Linked DNA regions of Gadus morhua: region 2 is linked to region 1. The links are chromatin contacts, called in public Hi-C maps. All regions are on one chromosome and are shown on one strand. The core of a region is the stretch at or near the end of the contact, and the rest is flanking DNA. Distances in the headings are between cores, read along the strand shown. Region 1 holds the start of tprg1 (tumor protein p63 regulated 1). Region 2 holds the start of smx5.

Region 1 (5,455 bases), core at 1,755-4,254:
TAGAGCTTAGCTATGCAAACATAGAGCTCCTGTACCTACACCCACACCCACACCCACACACACACCCCCCCACACACACACAAATGGTGACACGCAAACTCGTGGTTTCCAGTGGCACAGATGGACAGATTCCTTGCGATAAACATTACAGAGTTTAAGTGCCATGAGAGTGCCATGGATAATCATTAACATGGATTAAGAGTTTCGTGAGCCATTCAACTAAATGTTAGTCATTAGCATGATGTGCATGCAAGAATGTAAACAAAAGGATGAAAAGGTGTTACGACTAAGAATCCGAAGTGAATAAACTTGATCACAATATTTTGAATACATAATTCAATTCAAGTGTTGCATTAAAATAAAACGTACGCAAATTAAACCAAACCCCTTTCAAGGCGTTAAATTTGACATTGTGGAACTTACAACTTTATAAGAGTATGAATACTTCAAGGGGGGACGCTGTAACATTATTCATAACATTACAACAACTATAACATTATTCATAGTATTAATATTATTGTACAACACTGATATGTTAGAATATTATTTGAATACATAATAGTTAGCTGTGCTTGGGGAACTCACGTGAGGAGGGAGTGTTTGGGGAAGCTGAAGTCTCCGTGGGAGATCCGGTCTATGCAGTTCAGAGGGATACGGTGGATCCTCTCACAGTTCAGCATCACAAAGTCGTACTTGCAGACCAGAAGGGTTCTGTCTGTCAGGACCACCACACGCTCCCGTTCGTTGTTCCAGTGGTCTACCCTGAGCAAAGAACACACACACACACACACACACAACCAAGAACAGAAGATCAGAAGACCAGAAGACCTGAGCGTCACAGGAGCAGAACCTCAGAGAACAATTACATCCTGAGACCGGAAGACCAGAACATCAGAAGACCAGAACGTCACAGGAGCAAACCAGCTCTACTATTTTTGCATATAAATAGGTTACAAGTTATACAAGATATTTGAAGTAATAATTGACAGTCATGCAGGGAGCATAGAGTAACTCTTGAAATGGGGAACAAAGTTTGAATGGGATGGCTGTTTGTTGGCCGGTATAAAGAGTGAAGTGCACTACTCGACACTCAGTAGCAGCACCATAAACAACAAAAGAATGAAACCTAGTTTTAACTTTTAGGTAAAATATCAATCAAGTTTGCCTTCCTCAGACCGTCTTGTGTTTTTAACCCAGACTTGATTCCAAAACTTCTGAATAAACACAGCCCTATTTCCCTCGCTGTCCAACTGCTTGGCCCACGACAACGGTAGGGTACCGATTCCCAGTTTGTTGACATGCAACAGGTTAGTCTGACGAACAGACAGCTGCCGGGTCAAACCAATGATACTCCCCGGGCCTCGACACCGTGTGTGCGTGACCTCTCCAGCTGGGACTCAGAGCCCACTAGCATCGCCACAGGTCTCTCCCTCAGGGATGTCTGGTGACCATAATGACGTGAAGATGAAGACTCCCATACATGTGAACCTCCTACACCGGTCCTCATGAATTAAGTGGAGAACGTTGCAGTACAGACATCCTGGTCCCGTTGCCCTGCTTTTACATCCCCGGACGAGAGGGACCGGTAACCCATGGCAACCGCAGCCTCCGCGCGCTGGACTGGTTGAACTCCCGACCTACGGGGTTTCTTAATCGACCCCGGACAAGTAGAAGCCAGGCTTTCGTTTGGTGAACTGGTGGGAGGACGCGGTCTGACACTCACTCTGCCATGAGCCACAGGCCCTGGACGGCGCCATCTTGGTCTTTGTCCACCAGGGCCGTGATGTCCTCGATGGCCTGGGTCAGGGTGCCGGGCTGCGGCGCAGCGAACCGGAAACAGAACCGATTAGAGGGCTTTTCACAATAAAACCTCTTCCAGCGGACACTCAAATACACACCTCTGCAGTTCATTGAAAAAATGGGATTCTTGCCCCTCTGATTTTGACTCGTCAAACAATAATACAGAGTTAAATTTGATAAAAGTAAGATCAAATAAAAGTGAATGATGTGTTTTTAAGGCCTTAGTTATATTAACTATTCATTTCATATCGACACTTTATTTTTCATAACAACACATTGATGTTCTCACCCTCAACACAAAGAACCTCTTCATCTTGAACTGGTCCAGGGCGGACACCCAACGGTTCCCAGCAGCCTGGGCCTGGAGCGGCGGGCCAGATACGGGGGTGCTGTTGGGAGGAGCTTCCTCGTCCTCCGGGCTCCCCATGGAGGGCGAGCCGGGCTGGTAACCTTCATCAACCGAAGGGGATTCAGGCGAGATCGGCTCTCCCAGGTGAAGGCTGGAGACTCCTTCCTCCTTATTGGATCCCAGATCCACGGTGGAGACTCCTTCCTCCTTGACTTCTCCCAGTTGAAGGCTGGAGACCCCTTCCTTCTCATTGGATCCCAGTTCTAAGGTGGAGACCAATTCCTCCTTGTCGTCTCCCAGGTCCACGTTGGAGACCCCCTCATCCTCGACGTTCATCATGGCTCTCGTTAGGCTGCGCAACAGGTTTGGTTGGGGAGAGGAATTCGCGGGTTTAACATACTTTTCACCTCAGTCTCTTATGCTGCTTTGCTAACATTTAGAAAATAAAATGTAAAGTGGGTTTATCAAAATCCTAAAAACACCCTTCCCACGGTTATTGCACTAAATGTTACATTCTGAACAAAAAGTAAAATCACTGTTGAAGAAACGCGGAAGGGTAGACGTTAAAATACCCTCAATCATTGGAACAGCTAACCCAGCTATGACCCGAATGAAGCCCGTTTATTGTCATGTTGTCTCTGAGGCTTACCTTTCTAAGCAGTATTATTGATCTTCCGCAGACTAAACGCACTACCGAGACGCAGAGAACAGGTGCTCTCTTCCGGGTTCCTGACAGCGGTTGACGGGGCGGGGACGGCCTGTTGCTCACTTTCGTTTCTCCAAGGCTCTGTTTTCTCCTGTTTTCATCACTTTCTGCACACAGCTCACGTGATTCCGGATGACCAGACTGTATCAGGATGTTGAACGCAATCGATTGGCCGACTGCCTCCGCCCAGTGACAGTGCATGTGTTTCTGGGTCAATGTCTAACATTACATTACACTTGGATTTATTTGCTATAGTAGGCCAACATTTATTTCCTCAGATATTTCTTGAGCCACTTTATAGTGAAGCCCTACTATTTTTTTAGTGAAGCCCCAAGATCTATATTTGCAGGTTTTATATTGTTTTTACTTGAATGTATAGTTTGTCTGACTAGCTGGCTGTGTCTAGATCTGTAAACGGTTATCTTTCTGTTAACAGAAGCTATTCCCCCCCCTGGAAGAGTAGGCTACCCCAAAAGTACCTACTGATATGGTCCTTTCTGGTCAGGTAGGGAATAGTATTGAATTCAGTCTTCGATTTTACTTAATTTCATTCAATGTTAATGTTCGAATAAAAAACCCTAACCATTTTATTGTAAAAACACTTGCGTTTTATTATATTCACTTTTTGTTCTGAGATTTGCTGCTATTAGCCTACACCTCAAATTTGATCTGATATCAAATGCCAACATCGAATAAAATGAAATACTACCTTGAATGTCACAATGGTCTTACGTTTAAAATATTAGGCGTATGGTCGGTCTCATCAATAAAACAAGGTACGGTTATCGGTTGTATTTTAAGCATTTCTCCAGCGCTATAAACCACACTTTGTTCTACAAGCTTAAATTCCCAGTTAAATAAACAATGGTGAAAACACATGCACACACATACACAAACAGACACACACAAACGTTCGTCAAAGGCGGTATTTTCCGGGATTATTTTTAAGATTAGGTTCCTCCTAAAATTCCAAATCAGTCCATCAGCGCTGGAACAAAGTGAAACGTCGACGCAGATTCCCCGTCTAACTCTGGAAAATGAAGACGGAAATATCGCCTTTGCACGTCTCCCACCGTTACTCTAATTCCTCCTGACAGCGTGTAGTGTTCTCGACGCCTTAACACACACGTCTGTCAAGCAGCCATTCTTGGGCCTTACTAGAAGTTTAAAAGCCATTCATTTGTAATCTGGGCCCATCCGAATAAGGTTGACAGCTTTCGAAAGATTTTCCTTCAGTGCTTATGCTAGGCTATAAGCTACTCCCACGTAGCCTACTGACGCGCTGCTTTTAGCTAAATGCACAGGATTCAATAATGGGATTTCCATGACTCCGCTAAGCCATATTTAGATGTCACACAATGAAACCTTTAAGAATGATTGTATTCGCCTTTTACTGTACAAGTGTATTGCTGAATTTGTCTTGCGTGATTAGAAACCTAAAACCAAAATCAACCAATCTCACTTTTCTGATCCGAGTTTCTTTGCCGCCATTGTGATATTTTGAACATCATCCAAAGTTTAATTCACCATTAAACGTGTTGCGCAAACACAACTTAAAAAATCTCCTGTGGCCTCATACATAGGCCTACAAGTATTAATTAAAGTATAATTAACTCAAGTATCATCTCCTTCTCTGTATCTAGGCCGAGTAATCATCTGCTCATAACCACTAATGAGTTAACCGGCACTGATTAGAGTAACGCTGAGAAGTTTCTGAAGTGGGGGATTTAATCGTTCAATAACACAAGAACTACTCATGTGTGATGTGTGAAGTCCACTCATGGCTGAGGCCACGCACCTCTGATCGCTAAGACCCTGATACAGATGTTTGATTCGACCTCCGATTTATGTTCGGGTGGAAAAATGTGCATGAATAGACTCACATCAAGAATCACTTGTTCAGAGTTCACCTAGACTCTGAATAGCCTGCCCTCTTACGCAATTATTGTACGTTGTACGTTCTGGCAATTAATGTACACACTTACTTATAGTACTTGGCATTGTATAGCATCTTCTCCTAGCTATCTTTGTTGTATACAGGGAATGGGGTGACCCTAGTGATTGTTAGTGCTTGGCAATTGATTCTCTGAACGTCCTTGCTGTACCGACAGCGATATATATTGTTTTATCTCTTTCTTCTGACAAATGTACTTCTAGTAAGTCACTTTGGATAAAAGCGTCTGCTAAATGCCCTAAATGTAAATGTTTCTTTGACGCAGAGCAGCGTGTGTGGACCGACGGCCGGTCTGGTTGTATCCATGTGTTGCGTTCAGTAATCCGAGATATCACCAACTTGACACATCTACGGGCGGTCGTGTTTGTCACCTTTCTGGCCACCTGGGTGAGATCTCCCACACGTCACCTGGTGACGTGTGGGAGAGCCTTCATGAAGCAGGCCTCCCCCCACCCCTTGGATGGCACACTCAGTGCTCACATGATCTGGGGAGCGTTCTGCACAGCTGGAGGCCCGGAGCCGTGAGGGCCAGGGGCTGTGAGGGCCCCGTCATATCTGAAGGACAGCACCAGTGTGTTGAGTGGAAACTGACGATCACACAATGTCACGTGATCGGGATGGGCTCCAGGGTAGAACGGAGGGTCAT
Region 2 (5,455 bases), core at 1,742-4,241, 170 kb after region 1:
GTTCCTCAGAGTCGCCACAAGGGGGCCTGAAAGATGGTTGCTAGGAATACATGAAGTGGTAGGAATGCATGTAATCCCTGTGAAATATACGTCAAATACAAGTCAAAGGAGGCTAAAAATGTTTGATTTCGGCAGGTGTCGAAGGGGTTAATCTTTGTTCTGGTTCAAGTTACTTTCTAGTCTAAAATGTACAATGTTTTCAGGTTTGACGCAATTACGTTTTATTGTAGAGGATTTCTACGCACGGAGTTGTTTGACGTTGTGTCCGCTCCCATTAGTGTTGTCACACATGGTGAAACAACCATTAACCGAGAGCTGTTAAAAATATCTCATCGGCTGCGTCAGGGTCACCTCTCGTGACACATTGCCATGGCAACAGTCACTAAATAAGAATGTAGACAGATTGCATTCATGGCAAAACATTTTAATCAAGTCCTCGACGGTTACATAGAAAAACAGCCATCAAACGTCAAACAGAAATACTTACAAAGAGTCTTCTATGGTAAAAAAAGAAATAATTCTTGATGCATCTTATCTACGACCTTGTTGAGTCAGGATGCTCTCAGACCATTTCCCTCAGAGACTAATTCTATTACCATGGACAAATAGAACCAGCGGTCAGCGTTTAAACCAAATCTGTATTTTCTTTCTAAATAGCAAATGTAAACCAAATATTTCAAAAGTAACAACCGGCCAGTCATTGGCTGCACAAACTAAATGTTGTCGTTCCTGAAAAGGGACAAGAAAACGTGGAATCAACCATCTTATACCCAACACGTCCTCCACACCCTTGCCAAGCTCTGTACGAATAAAAAAGGAAATGAAACACAAGCGGTGGTCCGAGAACACCCTCCCCATACTGGTAGACACCCCTCTCCCCCTCCAGAGTGGAGCGGTCCGACCCCTCTCCCCCTCCAGAGTGGAGCGGTCCGACCCCTCTCCCCCTCCAGAGTGGAGCGGTCCGACCCCTCTCCTCCTTCAGAGTGGAGCGGTCCGACCCCTCTCCCCCTCCAGAGTGGAGCGGTCCGACCCCTCTCCCCCTCCAGAGTGGAGCGGTCCGACCCCTCTCCCCCCTCCAGAGTGGAGCGGTCCAACCTCCGCCTGCGACCACGACAACCCAACGCTCCCCCCCCCTCCTCCTCCTCGTCGCCGTGGCGACGGCCGGGAGCCATCACTGTTTCTGCTGCATGGCCTCCTTGCGGGCCGCGTCCTGCAGCAGCTGCGTGTCTACCTCGTCGGCGGGCAGCTGGACGTAGCGCACCACCGAGCCACGGATGAAGCAGTTCTTCACCGACAGCTGGGGGTGGGGGGGGAGCCAAAAGGAACGCGTCACGCAAGGTCACGGGGTCAACTACGTACCAACGTTGACTTCACACAGTTTACAACAGCGAGGATAATACGTCATGCATTTTGTTGTTCTTTTTAGCTTGTGTACGTGGTTTTATCGAATGTGTACGTCGTTTACGTTTTTCGTTATGCGCACGTTTACCTTTTACATAAGGTGTACGATTACTGAAGTATGGTTACTATTTACATGAGGGGTACGGTTACTTTTTGCATAAAGTACATTTACTTTTTACATAAGGTGTACAATTACTTTTTACATAAGGTGTACGATTACTCATTACATAAAGTGTACAATTAATTTTTACATAAAGTGTACAATGTTTACGTTTTATTTGATGCGTACGATTTGCTTAATGCGTACGTTCAAGTTGAAGCAATTGTGTACGTTACGTTAATGATCGCATTCTATAGTCATTCTTCTACTCTTGAGGGCGTTAGGGCGAGTGTGGAGCAGAGGAGATGGTCTCACCATGTGGGGGTACTTCTCTGGGTCCGTGACGCTGATGTCTGTCAGCTTGATGTTCAGGTACTGCACAAAGGGAAAGGAAACAGGACGACAACATTAGTCAAGGATCATATTAACGAAGCGATAATCAATGAAAAAAACAATGTTCACTAATCTCCAAACCCACCTGGTCGACGGAGTGGAGGGTCCCACAGATGCTGAGAACACAAGTTGTGGAGAGAAAGTTTGAGAAACAGAACTAGAGCTGCATCCCAACGCCTAAACAGCCCGCGAGGTTAGCAGGCATGCACATTGTGTTCGCTGCTGATGTTTAGATCAGATTTTACGGTAATGGCGGATTGTGTGACGGTTGTTAACGAGGCTTCACGTGGAGCGTCGTTGTTTTAGGAGCAAACTTATTTTGTCCAGATAGCACAAAGTTACTCTTTAGTTGGAAAAATTAGTATTTTGGAAAACAGATGGAACAATAGTTTCACGACCGTCTTAAATAGACCAACAGGAGGATACACTATTAAGACATCATTAGATGGGACACATGATTAAGACACTTTTGACAGGCCGGCGGCAGCGTCACCGACCTGAGGTCATTCTTCAGCTCCACCACCACATCCTTCCCCACCAACGACTTGAAGAACGAGTAGAAAAGCTGGGGAAACAAATAAGTTTCTTTATTTAGAAAATCATGGTTTATGAATCAACGTTAGGCTTCAATATGATGGACCGGGAGAGCAACAACGCGGGGGAACCCAACAGCCACCATGAGTAGCGAAACCACGTCGCAGGTGGACGCTCTCCACTATGAAACACATGAGGGCTTCACTGCAACAATAGCCTGGGTCCGAAACAATGAATGAATTAGATAAAAGTTAAAACATGCTCACCATTGTCCCGGCGCCTTTTCAATCGTTTGGTTGACTGGCGTCTCGGCCTGATGACGTTCAATAAGACGTCATATTTCAGCGGCGGAACATAAGGTGCGTTGGAAAAAGACCTCCACCAGATGGCGCCACACCACCGCTTGGGGTCCGTTCTAATGTTTCCATGTAACTTCCAGAAGTTCTGATATCTCACGGAAACTTTAAAGATTTTATGAAACTAGAAGTTAGGAGACGAGGACTTTACCTAAAGCACCCTAACACAGCATTACTATTTAGTAATCAAAGTATTTTAATCCCTATCTTTTTATGGAGAAAGAGGTAAATGTCTTAGATGATCTAGGCATGATTTGAATCATTTGACACAGATAGAATGAACAGAAAATAACTAAAGAAAGTAAGAGATTTTGAAACTAGAGAACAAAACAAGACTCCCCCCCTCTCTGCTCCCTTCCTTGTTCTATTTCTCCACCATTAAGAAGTGTTACATTTCATGCACCTGTGATTGACAAGCAAGATGGATTCCCGGAACCAATCACATGCCCTGATTGGTCAGCAGCTAGCCTGGAGCGGTGTTGAGTCAACTGAAATGAGCAGCGAGTTTCACCGAAAATAATAGATAATAAAAATAAAATTACACTTAGATAATATGTTTTAAATCTTCTCTAAATCATCTTTAAAAGTTTAGAAAAATCGAATCAAAAAAAGTTTATTGAAGTTTACACATTTTTATTAAGAGGTAGAATCACTATGTACAATATATTTTGCCTCATTTTTGGGAGGAAAGTTAATTATTTTCTCTAAACTTCAGTTTAGAGAAATATTTGTCTTAATTTCATCAAACAAATACGTATTATCAAAGGAAAAAAAAAAACATTCGTATTGTGCTGTGTTCTCAGAAAGATCTATTATTAAACAATTAAACATTCCAGCCCAGAACCTGTCCCAACAGTAACAAACTGTGATCAATCATAAATGAAATATTTCTTCGAATTAAAGCAAATAAAACATTTTCACATGAATACACTGTACAAAGAAGTTCTTTCAAGATAGAGGCCGATGTTGTCACAGGTCCACGTCAGGGAGACTGCCCTGATGCACACAAGCCTCACTCACGTGCACTAAAGGGAGAAAAGGATATTACAGTTATTATCGTTATCATCACCATCATCATCATAGTTGAATACAAACTAGCCGTAGCATTAGCAGTGTACTAGCAGTGCCTAGCACTGTCCTAGCAGGGATAGGTCTATAATACGATACTAGCAGTAGCATTAGCAGTGTACTAGCAGTACCATTAGCAGTGTACTAGCAGTGCTCACTGTTTGTCCCAGCGGAGCTAGGTGGGTCTATGATACAGCATAGTGCGGTACTGCTAGCAGTAGCATTAACAATGTTATTAGCAGTAGCATTAACAATGTTACTAGCAGTAGCATTAGCAATGTTATTAGCAGTAGCATTAGCAGTAGTACTAGCATTAGCAGTAGCCTTAGCAGTAGCAGTAGCACTAGCAGTATCATTGGCAGTAGTACTAGCAATAGCATTTACAGTAGCGTTAGCAGTAGCGTTAGCAGTTGCGTTAGCAGTAATACTAGCAGTAGCATTAGCAGTATCATTAGCAGTAGCATTAGTAGTAGCATTATCAGTAGAACTAGCAGTAGCATTAGCAGTAGCGTTAGCAGTAGTACTAGCAGTAGCATTAGCAGTAGCATTTGCAGTAGAACTAGCAGTAGCATTAGCAGTAGAATTAGCAGTAGCATTAGCAGTAGAACTAGCAGTAGCATTAGCATTAGCAGTAGAACTAGCAGTAGCAGTAACATTAGGATTAGCAGTAGCTTTAGCAGTAGCACTAGCGGTAACACTAGCCTTACCTACTGCTTGTTGGCAGGCAGGGACTGGCTGGGTCTGGCGGGGGCCCTGGTGTGCTGGTCGCGGGGCTCCCGGGGCTTGTGGAGGGGCTGGGGCTCCAGGAGGGCGGCCCTCTTGATGGGCAGCGGGGGGCGGGGCGCGGCCAGCACCACGCCCCCTTCGGACCGCTGCGGCACCACGGGCCTCTTGGGCCCGGGGGCCAGGGAGGCCGGCAGCGGGGGGGGCTTGCCCTCGGAGCAGGTGAAGGATCGGTTCCGGGGCGTGGGCTTGGGGGCCCGGTCGGGCTCGCCGTCCGGGGGTGGCGGGAACCTGGGGGCGTCTGGGGGCGGGGTGGGGGGGTCCCACCGGGGGAGCTCCTGCTCCCTGCGGGACTGCATTGCCATGGCGGCGTAGAGGGGGTTGTCGAACATCTCCGTTCCGGTCTCTGCCTCGTCGCTGATGATGTCATCAGAGAGGGACACGAGAGGGACGCGTGGTGAGGTCATCAAGGATGGACACGGGAAAAAAAAACCACATAATTTACACGTTTATCATACTTTAGCATAAAAACACAAAGTTGCTGGATATATGTCCAATTAAAGGGGCCCGGTATTACCGCCAGGTGTGATGGTCATCAACACGTGACATCGTACGTGGGCATGTCCACCCAGATGTGTGACGGATAGATCCCCCCACCAGTTGGTACAGCCCACAGTCTGGTAGGTCTGCCTGTCATACATCGTGGTGGACACTCCCACCGTTTGTGATGTCACTTATGGGCAGGTTGTGAGATGGCTTGTAACGGCCAATCAGCATCACTGCCGGTGGTTTTAAACAGGGGCCCTTTGAAACCAGGGGTCCATCTTGAACTAGGGGCCCTCTGAAACTACCAAGAGGGATGAACTCACGGGGTGTTTGG

What was found. Hi-C and Micro-C count contacts between places; a contact is called where the count stands out from the background.
Region 2: a Hi-C map of gill shows a contact between it and region 1, with 7 times the contacts expected there. The contact joins the promoter of smx5 here to the promoter of tprg1 in region 1. A contact is called at or near these places in 6 of 6 Hi-C or Micro-C datasets (blood, gill, gonad and 2 more).

What each region holds. Positions count from the first base shown.
Region 1 is chr12:11,988,766-11,994,220 of gadMor3.0, forward strand. It overlaps tprg1 (tumor protein p63 regulated 1), which reads right to left and starts at 3,005. Exons shown (of 6, transcript XM_030372235.1): 1 at 2,799-3,005; 2 at 2,090-2,501; 3 at 1,724-1,815; 4 at 586-762. The coding sequence starts at 2,488.
Region 2 is chr12:12,161,745-12,167,199 of gadMor3.0, forward strand. It overlaps smx5, which reads right to left and starts at 2,992. Exons shown (of 5, transcript XM_030372244.1): 1 at 2,695-2,992; 2 at 2,392-2,459; 3 at 1,980-2,010; 4 at 1,817-1,876; 5 at 404-1,297. The coding sequence starts at 2,697. The coding sequence ends at 1,172. inpp5d (inositol polyphosphate-5-phosphatase D) reads right to left here. Exons shown (of 27, transcript XM_030372190.1): 25 at 5,445-5,455; 26 at 4,564-4,992; 27 at 3,382-3,809. The coding sequence ends at 3,797.